Regions from separate parts of the Oryctolagus cuniculus genome. Here region 2 is linked to region 1. A link is a contact called in public Hi-C data. All regions are on one chromosome and are shown on one strand. The core of a region is the stretch at or near the end of the contact, and the rest is flanking DNA. Distances in the headings are between cores, read along the strand shown.

Region 1 (5,717 bases), core at 2,246-4,745:
ATTCCACTAAAGGCTCACAACAGCCAGGGCTGGGCCGGGCCAAGGTCAGGAGCCTAGAGTTTCATTCAGTTCTCTGAGACAGGAAGTAGGGACCACAGGACTTGAGCAATCCCCTGCTACCTCCCAGGGCGTGCATTAGCAGGAAGCTGGAATTGGAAGCAGGGGTGACTCAAAACCAGGCACCCTGATAGGGGGTGTGGGAGCCCCATCCGGCCTCTTAACCACAGCTTGTCTCAAGGCAAGATGGCCTTGCCCTGTTCCCTTTGCTGTCCCCTGGCCTGGGAGGCTTGATGGGGAGTGCCTGAGCCCCCAGGCTGCTCCAGCGAGACCCCCTCAGCTGTGCCCCTGCCTGGGAGAGCATTTTAGCGGCTCCACCTCCAACCGCCAGGGTCAGTTTAAGTCCGCACCCTCTCAGTCCCTCACAGTGGGATGAAATGTCAACCTAAGATGCCTTGGGGGGACGCTCGAGCCCTCTCCCAACCACAGCAACCGCAGAGCACAGGCCCTGGACTTCCCTGTGCCTTTGTCCAGGCTTAAATGATGAACCTGACCAGAAAAAAAAAATAAACAAACAAACAAAAAAACCTCCTTCCTAACGGGGCAAATGCAAAGACAGGTGCGCAGGCGCAGTGGGCGAGGACCTGTGATGTCTGCTTGCCCAGATCCCACCACTCTCCTCTGCCTTTGCAGTGCCGCCTTGCCCCTGCCTTGCCCGTGACTCAGTCCTGGCCACCATTACCAGCTCAAGGATGGGCCAGTGAGAGGCCTCCCCTACTTGTGCAACAGCAGAGTATTCCTCCTCCCCCCACGACGCCCACCTCGCAGGACAGTGACCTCCCTTGCCAGTGACTCCCTTGGAGTCATCCTGTGAGGACACTGCTAAGGCAAGCCCAAAGCAGAGCCATTCAACATTTGCTTTTACCCCTTGATCCAGCTGTTCCTGAAACCGCAAGCATTCACCTCATTTGTTTAAGCCCGCTGATTCAAATCTACGTCATTTTTTGAGCAAACAAATCCTACCTAACATCCTCTGTTCAACAGCCTGTCAAGGACAGGCATTGTGGCCCAGCGGGGTAAGTCAGGAAATCAGGACAGCCTCCCATGGATGAGCGCTGGGAGTGAGGGAGGGGCTGCACTTGGCACCAGCGCCCTGGGCTGTTGTCTGTATTTTCCCCTGTGACTACAACGCGCTGTCTTCCCTCTTCCCGTCCTGCCTACCCCCACTCGGGCTGCCAACCACACAATGAAACGGTTTAGGCGTCCTGCCCGCTGCTTATAGTTGGAAGGCAGGTGGTTCTGCCACAGCTTCTGAGCCGCTGGTCCTCCCGGTAGCCCCTCCTGGAGGGCCCCAGGGGCCGAAGCCATGGCCTCTGGCTTCTCCGACGTGGATTTCCCAAGAGGCGACATCTGTGGCCCGCGGCCCAACATCCACACCCCCTCCCTCGGTGCCCGGTGTTCTTAGCCCGGGCTGTCTTCCAACCGAGACCCTGAGACAAGGATCCGGTACAAGCAGAGTGGGAGGGTGCAGGGAGGGGGAATGGTGTGCAATCACAGAAGTGCGGTGAGCGAGTAAGCAAGTGAGACAGTAGGGGTGGAGGCTAACCGAGGGGCAGGGGGTGCTAAGACCTGTGTGGGCAGCCTCAGGCTCACTTCCCAGGGGGTTGCTGGCAGAGACCGGAAGGTGCTCAGCTCAGAACTGCCCCACTGAGGCACGAGTAAGCCAGGATATTCATTCATTGTGGTCTTCGTGCGGACTGGGGCCAGACCTTTCTGGTATTTCAGTTTGTCGTGTGCGCTCCTAGGGACAGAGAGAGCAAGGGCTGCACGGAGCCTTCACAGCACAGATGCTCCCCACCAGGAATTGTTTTTTTTAAAGATTTATTTTACTTATTTATTTGAGAGAGAGAGAGAGAGGTCTTCTGTTTATTGGTTCACTCCCCAAATGGCCGTAGCGGCAGGGACTGGGCCATGCCGAAGCTTCATCCAGGCCTCCCACCTGGGTGCAGGGGCCCAAGCACTTGCGCCGTCTTCGGCTGTTTTCCCAGGCACGTCAGCAGGGAGCTGGATCACAGTAGAGCAGCCTTTATGACGACGCAAAATCGACACGCATTCAGTAGAAGTCACTCTTGGTGCTCTGAATTTCCATCTTTTCCACAGTAAGGACATGTGGCAAGACGCCTTTCCTCCATGCTGGGCAGTGGTGCTGGCTGTGGCTCGAGTCAGCCAGGTCGTCTGGAAGGTAAACAACCACAGTTGCCAAGCTGTGGCGCTCAGCGGGTTAGGTGTTTTCAATGCTTTTTTTTTTTTCGACAGGCAGAGTGGACAGTGAGAGAGAGAGACAGAGAGAAAGGTCTTCCTTTGCCGTTAGTTCACCCTCCAATGGCCGCTGTGGCCGGCGCACCACGCGGATCCGATGGCAGGAGCCAGGTGCTTATCCTGGTCTCCCATGGGGTGCAGGACCCAAGCACTTGGACCATCCTCCACTGCACTCCCGGGCCACAGCAGAGAGCTGGACTGGAAGAGGGGCAACCGGGACAGAATCCGGCGCCCTGACCGGGACTAGAACCCGGTGTGCCGGCGCCGCAAGGCGGAGGATTAGCCTAGTGAGCTTCAGCGCCGGCTTTAATGCATCTTTGACTTACGATATTTTCAACTTACGATAGGTTCATGGCGACGTGACCCAGTGTAAGCCAAGGGACATCTGTACATGTACAAGAAGCATCGGCCAGTGATCCTCAGGAGAGGCTGAGGGGGAACAGGCAGAGGTATGGCTCGGAAGACAGAGAGAAGAGACAGAGAGGGTGATCCTTGGTGATGGTTCTGATCTGATGGGCCAAGCCTTACCTGAAGCCTCCGTCTAGATTTCTCATTTACCTGTAAATCCTTGGTACTAGTTAAGCTGGTTTGGGTTGAGTTTTCTATTGCAGGTTAGATGTCTCTTATCCCAAGTGCTTGGCATTGGAAACATTTTTAGATTTTGGAATACCAGCACAGACGTTACCGGTAGAACATTTCTAAGGTGAACACGTGAAATCCCAACTCCAAAACTCTTGAGCGTCTGTTGGTGTTGACAAACTGTCAGATTTTGGAACGTTTCGGGTCTTTGGGTGAGGGATGCCCACTCAGATTGCACCTGCCAATAATAAGTCAGGCAGTGCCTGCGATGCTGGCCACGCCCTCCTGAGCCCCAGGGGGGTCCTGCTGGTGAAGGGGACCTGTGGCTAACTCACCCTGGTCTCTCTCAACTCCATCAGCTCCGTGGTCCATACCTAACATCGAGCCCAGTGCTTTCGTGTTTATTCCAGAAAGATTCATATCAAGAATCTTGCTGTGGAAGCAAAAGGAGCTCAAAAAATTTCTTTGATGCTTAAGGAATTCTCACACGAAATAAATGGAAAATAAATACGGAGTTCTCCTTATCTAGTTTATATGGAGCGTAAGTATTGCCATGAAGAATGTGAGGAAGTTGAACAAAGAAAGGAAGGCAGTTTTCCCTGACACTCACATCCGTCCACAAAGTCCCGTGGACGCAGCAGGGCGTCTGGGTCCCTAAGCTCCACCTCTCCGGTACCCATCACCCACTTGGCTCAGCTTTGCTTTCAGGATTGAGTGGGGCCCGGCAGAAAAGAGATGCAATTCTATTCCTGATGTGGCCACAAGAGGGAGCGCCCAATGGTAGAATGCACCTGTAAGGAAACTGCTGTCTGGTCCCTGAACACTGACAAAGAGGATTTGATTTAAAAGGTGTCTTTGCAAGCATGCATAGTGCAATCATCGAACACTTTCAGTCTGTTCAATGAGTCCTCCGGAGAGCTGAGAAGCATTGTCCCATTAAATCGGGGTCATTTGCTTTGGGGCATGAGTTTATCCTGGGAGCTGCCCCTGCATTTTGCAAGGTGAATTTCAGAGCAACAAGATTAAAGATTCAGAAGGGGGGTGAAGTTCACACAGCCCTTGGGCCTGGCAAATTGACAAAGGAGCCAGAATGATTATTTACCATGCGGAAGCTCTGGTCCTCGTTCCCCCATTGTCTCTGAAGAATGCCCCATCACCTCCCATCCCTGCATTTGTCTGAATCTTTTCAATTCATATTGGAAATGATTCTCTCTCCCTCTCTTTCTCCTTTTTATTATTATTATCATTTTGCCAGGGACTTGGGATCATTATGAGACTGCGGGTAATGACAGACTATAATTAAGCTTAAAACAGATTTTTTTTTTCCTTTAGGAGAGAGAAGAATCCACCCGAACTGAGACTCCAGATTGCCAGGGCTGTAATTTGTGGGGCTGTCACAAAGGGGTGCTTTTTCCACATGGTGCACGGCGCTGATGAGCAAGAAGCTGAAGTTGCGGGGTGTGTGCCTCGCCCCGCGCGCTCTCCGGAGCCGGCAGAATGGACGCTTAAATAGCTAAGTAGGGCTGGGAGCTGATTACAGGCCAGATCCTGCTATTGTACATCATCAGTTGTCATTGTAGGAGCTGCAGTTGCGCCGGGATGTTTTCCCTTTGTCGCCTGCTCCAAGCTCGTGTCTAGGACACGAGTGGAACTGTAGGGTGAGTCAAACCCTGCTCGGGGAATCATTCTTCCCGTGTGTTGTCCAAGGAAGGGCTTGACAGGACTCTGGGAACGGCTTCAGCCGTGACACCTGTAGCCTGGGTATGAGCACGGCCCCTGGATTTAGGGGAAATCTCTAGCAAAGGTGGGTAGAGTTATGGCTGCGTCCTCACTGTGTGAATTTAAACAAGCGGCTTAACATCGCTCGTCCTGGTTTTCTCATCTGTGCAATGGGATTACAACACTTACTCTCCTAGTCTCAAGGTAGATTAGAGACCAAAGAAGTAAGATGTATAAAGACAAGAAAAGTATACATATTCACACACATACTCACATACATACACCTATACACACACACACTTACTGAGACATGTATAATACACATAGCAGACATGAAAACCACATATCTGTATTATTCTGGGCTGTGTGTGTACGTGTGTGTGGTTTCTTGGTATTAGGATTGGGGCTGATTTTATTGGTTCTATATGCTGGGAGGTGAAGTCTGGCCTTCATTGCCTAACAGCAGTAATAATAAACTGGTGTTGCATCTTCAAGAACAGGTGAACTCTGTGGCCACACACAGACCTACCCCCCCCCCATCTAGAAAGGCTCCCTGCTTGATTTCTTTCCTTTTCCCTCATTTTATTTGAAAGGCAGAGAGACAGACACACAGACAGAGCTCTTGCAGCCTCTGATTCACTCCCCAGATGCCTGCAACGGCCAGGGCTGCAGCACGCGGAAGCCAGGAGCCCAGGACTCGATCCAGGTCTTTCACGTGGGGGGTAGAGACTCAACTACTTGAGCCATCATCTGCTGCTTCCCAGGGTGCACATCGCAGGAAGCTGCATCAGAAGTGGAGGAGGCAGGACTTGAACAAGACACTCCAACAGGGAATGTGGATATCCCAAGTGGCAACTTAACAGCTATGCCAAGTGCCCACCCCAGCCATCTGTGGGGGGGGTCTTAATAATTTTTGAACAAGAAGCCCTGCATTTTCATTTTGCACAGGTCTCCTAAATTTAGCAGCCAGTCTTCCCTCTCCAAAAGTGGGAGTACTATTTTATCTCAAAAATGTGCAATGAGAATTAAATAAGGAAATATTTCTATGCACCCAGCCAAGTGCTTGGGTGGAGTCTGTTCTCGGGAAATGATAACTGCTCCAT
Region 2 (5,717 bases), core at 2,338-4,837, 220 kb after region 1:
CATCTGGGGAGTGAACCGTCAGATGGAAGACCTCTCTCTCTCTCTGCCTTTCAAAAAAAAAAAAAAAAAAAAAAGAATGATGGAGATCTCCTCAAATTTTGTGTAAAACATAAATATACATATTCAATAAGGTCAAAAAAACCCAGCAGAGCATATATAAAATCATACCAAAGATATCATAGTGAAACTATTGAAAACAAAAGATAAAAAGAAAATCTTCGGCCGTTGCCGCAGCTCACTAGGCTAATCCTCCGCCGCGCCAACCTTAGCAGCCATTTGGGGGGTGAACCAACAGAAGGAAGACCTTTCTCTCTTTCTCTCTCTCTCTCTCTCACTAACTCTGCCTGTCAAAAAAAAAAAAAAAAAAAAGCTTCAAGTTAGCTTGAGAAAATGACACAGTAGAAACTGGGTGGGTAGGGGCCAGCATTGTGGTGCAGCAGGTTAAGCACCGGTTCAATCCTAGGCCACTCTGCACCCAATCCAGCTGTCTGCTAATGCTCCTGGGAAGGCAGTGGAGAATGGCCCACGTACTTTGGCCCCTGCCACCAAGTACTTGGGAGACCAGATGGAGTTCCTGGTTCCTGGCTTCAGCCTGGCCCAGTCTCAGCTGTTGTGGACATTTGGGAAGTGAACCAGTGATGAAAGATCCCTCTGTATGTCTCTCTGCCTTTCAAATAAATAAAATAAATCTTTGTATAAAATTTTGTTGTTAGATGAAGGGATATGATTGTAAAATAATGAAAGCTATAGGACACTGGAATGACATTTTTAGAATTGAACTTGAACTGGTGAGAACAGTATCATTAACCCAGAATTCAACACCCATAGAAAAATGTTTAAAAGTGATGGTGAAGATGAAATAAATATAGCTTCAGATAAATAAAAGCTTAGAATTTATCACCAACATAACTGCATTATAAGAAATGTATTATTTAATTTGAAAGTCAGAGAGAGACTCCAATCCTTTGGTTAACTCTCCAAATTCCTGCAACAATCAGGCCAAATTCAAGAGTCAGGAACTCAATCCAGGTCTCCCAGGTGGCTCTCAAGGACACAAATATGAAAACCATCACCTACTGTTTCTCAGGGTGTGCATTAGCAGGGAGCAATAATTGGGAGCAAAACCAAGATTCAAACCCAAGCACTTTGATATGGTATGCCAGTATATTAAGTGATGTCTTACCTGCTGTACCAAATGGTTATCCCAATTTATGACTTTATTCAAAAAAAGAAGGGGAATCAGCATTATAGCATAGTGGGTTTAGATACCACCTACGATGCTGGCATCCCAAATGGGTGCCAGTTCATGTCCTGGTTCTAATCCAGCTCCTTGATAATGTCCTGGGAAAAGAGGTGGAAGATGGCCCAAGAGCTTGGGACTGTGCCACCCACAGGGGAGTCTTGGATGGAGCTCCTGGCTCCTGGCTTCAGCCTGGCTGGCTATTGCAGCCATCTGGAGAGTGAACCAGCAGATGGAAGATTCTCATTCTCTCTCTCTCTCTCCCTCTCTCCCTCCCTCCCTATCTCTCTGTAACTCTGATTTTTCAAATAAATAAATATGTTAAATAAATAAATAAAATAAGAGAAGGGAAATAATACTAGGTTGAAATTTAAATACATAAAAAGAATTAAAAACACAGCAATGGCAAATATATAAGTAAACATAAAAGACTAAAAACTTTCCTTAATTTCTTTAAAAGACATAATTTAAGGAAAAAATTATTCACCATATTTAAACACATAGGTCTAGTATATGAGAATACTTTAAAAAGCTTGTAGCTAGCAAAACTAAAGTTTATTTTGGTGCAAAAAAATGTTGACATCCATGTGTAGAGGGGCCTTCAAAAAGTTTATGGGAAATGTGTATTATTTTTTTTAAATGTTGGGTATATGATAACAATGACATAAAGAATGGGGGATAAATGGAACTTCAATTCTTCAAGGTATTTACATTTTATGTTAAGTAGTATGAGTTCTCAGAACACTGAGATAATTAAAAGATGCATAATGTGAACACTAGTGAATCAGTAAAAATTAATTTAAAGTGGTATAGCAGAAATTCAATGATGAAATACTCAGAAATATTAGATTAACCCCAAAGAAAGCAGAAAAGGAGAAACAGAAGAACAAAAAGAAGAGGAAGCAGAAATAAAATTTCAAAATTACAGATCTAAATCCAATCACATTAAATGTAAATGGACTAAAAATTCCAATTAAAAGTCAGAGATTATCATAATGAATTCTTTTAGAAATCAAGATCAGACTATAAGCCATCTACACAAGTTACATATGCTTTAAGAAAAACATAAGCTATAAAGATTGGGAAAAGATTTACTAGGCAAACAGTAAGCAAAAAATAGAGTGGTTATATTAACATCAGACAAAATAGATTTCAAGCCATCAGTATTAACAGAGATAAGAAGAGACAATTCATAATAATAATTTTAAGAGATCAAATCATCAGTAAGACAAAGAGGCCTATGTCATAAAAATCCTGTGCATTCATCCAATAACACAGCTTCAAAATTCATGAAGCAAAAATTCAACAACTAAAAAGAACTAATAGAAAAATCGATTCAACAACCATAAACAGGAAGATTGTGATAACTTCCCTCAGTAAGTAATAGGATTGGGCAAAAAACCCGTAAGAATAGAAAATGAACAACACTATTAATACTTAACTGGACTGATATTTATGGAACCAACTGACACTTACGTGACCACGCAGTGGTAAAATACACATTCCTTATACAGTGCACACGGAATGTTCATCATGATGTTCTGGGCTATGAAATAAGTATGAATACAATTCAGAAGACCGAAGTCTCGGAGCATCTCTTTGGGCCACAACAGGATTAAAGTAGAAGTAACATGTACAGAAGCCCCCAAGTGTGTACTGGACATTAGACACACTTCGAGCAAAGGATCAAGCATAAGGGAAATCAAAAAAGTTCTCACTGAATGGGAAGGAAAGCGTAACATATCAGAAATAGTAAAATGCAGCTAGAGCAGTGTGTACAGGACAACTCATAGCCTTAACCGTGTGCGTTTACAAACCAGAAGGGTGTCCTCCACCAAGAATGTATCTGCTCGTGGCAACCAGGAAGAGGAAACCAAACTCCAGGTGAGTTAAAGAAGCAAACATCACTGAAGTAGAAACCAAATCAGCGGAATCAAGGGATGAAAGTCTGGAAAAGATTTTTTAAATGGATACACCAGCAACTAGATTAGTGCGGGGAAAAAAATACCAACTACCACAGTCAAGACTATCCGGACAAGGTTCCCACTCTGACTGACATCTAGTGAGAGAAACTGTAAAAGTCACACAAATTGGCCTCTTTGTACGGAGTGCGGTGAACTCAGAAACACCTGCCGTGCAGGGACACGCCCACTCAGGTTCGGGGCGGCGACCCCGCACCGCAGTACCCGGACGTCAGCTCGCCCCGCAGCGTGCGGGACCCCGGAGCCTGGTGGCGGCCCCGCCCCGCGCCGCGCCGCCCCGCCCCGCGCACACGCCCCGCCCCACGCCGCCTCCGCCTTTCTGCGCAGGCGCAGGCTTGGCCGGCTGAACCTGGAGGTGTGGCGCCGCTGTGCGGCCGCCGAACCGGACCGGAGCGCTGGTGAGGTGGCGAAGGTCCGACCCAGCCGCTCCTGCGCCCCGCGATGCCGCGGACAGACCCGCGGCCCCGGCCTCTCTGAGTAGGTCTCAGCACGCCAGGCGCTGAGGGAGCCCATGGCGGAGGCCTGCGAGCCCGGCCGGCGGGCATCCGCGGGCGGCGGCAGCCTGGCGGCGGCGGAGGAGGAGGATGAGGAGCGGGAGCCGCTACTGCCGCGGATCGCCTGGGCCCAGCCGCGGAAAGGCGGCCCGGGCAGCGCCGTGAGGCTGCCGGAGGCTGCGGGGGACGCCCCCCGCGAGGCCGGCGACGAGGAAGTGCTGCTGCCTCCCGGGGACTCGCCCAGCTGCCCGCCCCGGGGCGTGGGGGTCCCGCGGACGTCACCCGCCGACCTGGACCGGAACCGCCTCTCGGGGTCAGGTGCGAGCCGGCTCTCCCCTCTGTGCGCTCAGCCCCCCGTTCGCGCCCTGCCCGCCTGGGCACCTGGCCTCTCGCTCCCGCTGCCGGGGTTTCTCGCCCGGGCTCCTGCACCCGAGGCCAAGGGTTGTCTGCTTCCTTAGGCCTCCGCCCAGAGAGTGTCTGGACTCGCGGGAATCAAACCGAGCACACTGTCAAGTGACGTCAGTTCGCTCCAGCTGAGACTCGAGTTTTGAATCGAGAGCTCGGAAGGAGCAGAAAGTGGCCGAGTTGTGAGTTTCCAAGGGTGGATGACAGGAGGGCGATGCACAGCGAGAATATTGTTAGCGCTGGGACACGTCTCACAGCCTTTTCCTAGTAAATATTGTGACGTTAGCTAGGGGCCACACAGGCCTGACTTGCTGGTGCTGCTTTCTGTCTTGGGAAGTTTGGCTCCCTTGAGTAGCTTCAGTATTTAGGCTTAAAAAGAGAGAGGAACCCGTTTTCGTTAGTGATGGGCCTCAGATGAAAGAGATTAAATGAAGAAATATGGGGGGCTGGCGCTGTGGCATAGCGCGTTAAAGTCCCAGCCTGCAGCGCGGGCATCCCATCTGGACGCTGGTTCGAGTCCTGGCTGCTCCACTTCCCATCCAGCTCTCTGCTATGGCCTGGGAAAGCAGTAGAAGGTGGCCCAAGACCTTGGGCCCCTGCACCCGCGTGGGAGACCTGGAAGCTCCTGGCTCCTGGCTCCTGGCTCCGGATCAGTTCAGCTCTGGCCGTTGAAGTCATCTGGGGAGTGAACCAGCAGATGGAAGACTCGCTCGCTCGCTCTCTCTGGCTCTACCTCTCTCTATCACTCTGTATTTCAAACATAAAACCTTTAAAAGAAAAGACATGGAACGTTAGTAAGTGTAGGCATCCTGCTTGCAAGCATGGATATTTGTTGATAAAGGGAAGTTTTTAAATGTCTGTTGGTATTTATTTGAAAGGCAGAATGAGAGAGAGAGAAAGGTCTCTTCTATCCACTGGCTCACTCCTCAAATGCAGTGGACAACTTGCGTTTTGCCAGGCCAGGAGCTTGGAACTCCATCTGGATCTCCCGTGTAGGTAGCAGGGACCCACTCACAGTGGCAGTCATCGGCAGCCTTGCAGGCTCATTAGCAGGAAGTTGAATTGGCAGCAGGGTAGCTGGGCCTTGAATGTGGCACTGCTATTTGTGATGCTGGAGGGCTGTGGGCTTTACCCACTGGGCCATAGTGCACGAGGATTGAGTGAGTTTGGGGGCAGGTGGAGTGAAGTGGAGTTAGGCATATGGTATAATTAGAGTAGACTTGGAAGAAATGAAGACGGGCTGATGTGTAAACTGGTGATTTTAATACCTACGTGCTGGTCTTATGGTAGATTAAATGAGATGATATTGTACACTCAACTTTGACTCCCTACATGAGAAAGTTTTCATTAATATTGCTTAGTTTTTCTGGAGTTAGATTTCACACGTCCTGCCACTGATACACTAATACACCTTCTGAAGTTGAAATAACTTTGCACAGATCGGTCACATTCTAGTTGAACTTACATTCAAACATATTTCAGAGTAAATGAATCAGGCCCATGAGAAGCAGTCTGTCCACTTGTTAAGCTTTAGGGAATGTGTCTTACATACATGTTACATTGTCTTGCCTAATTGAGGCTTTGACAGTACAGTGT

What was found. A called contact is a pair of places that touch in the nucleus more often than the background predicts.
Region 2: a Hi-C map of psoas muscle shows a contact between it and region 1, with 5 times the contacts expected there. The contact joins the promoter of PI4K2B here to the enhancer-like site in region 1. A contact is called at or near these places in 3 of 6 Hi-C or Micro-C datasets (ear pinna, psoas muscle and an unstated tissue).

The regions. Positions count from the first base shown.
Region 1 is chr2:20,138,831-20,144,547 of mOryCun1.1, forward strand. No RefSeq gene overlaps it. Among named protein-coding and RNA genes, the nearest start is that of LGI2, 50 kb to the right of the region's middle. Within about 2 kb of position 3,496, at least 1 of the 8 cell types and tissues checked has an H3K27ac peak or open chromatin away from gene starts, as enhancers often do.
Region 2 is chr2:20,356,527-20,362,243 of mOryCun1.1, forward strand. It overlaps PI4K2B (phosphatidylinositol 4-kinase type 2 beta), which reads left to right and starts at 3,588. Exons shown (of 10, transcript XM_051842324.2): 1 at 3,588-4,034. The coding sequence starts at 3,734. It overlaps LOC127490221 (a long non-coding RNA gene), which reads right to left and starts at 4,214. Exons shown (of 3, transcript XR_011386204.1): 1 at 4,098-4,214; 2 at 1-43.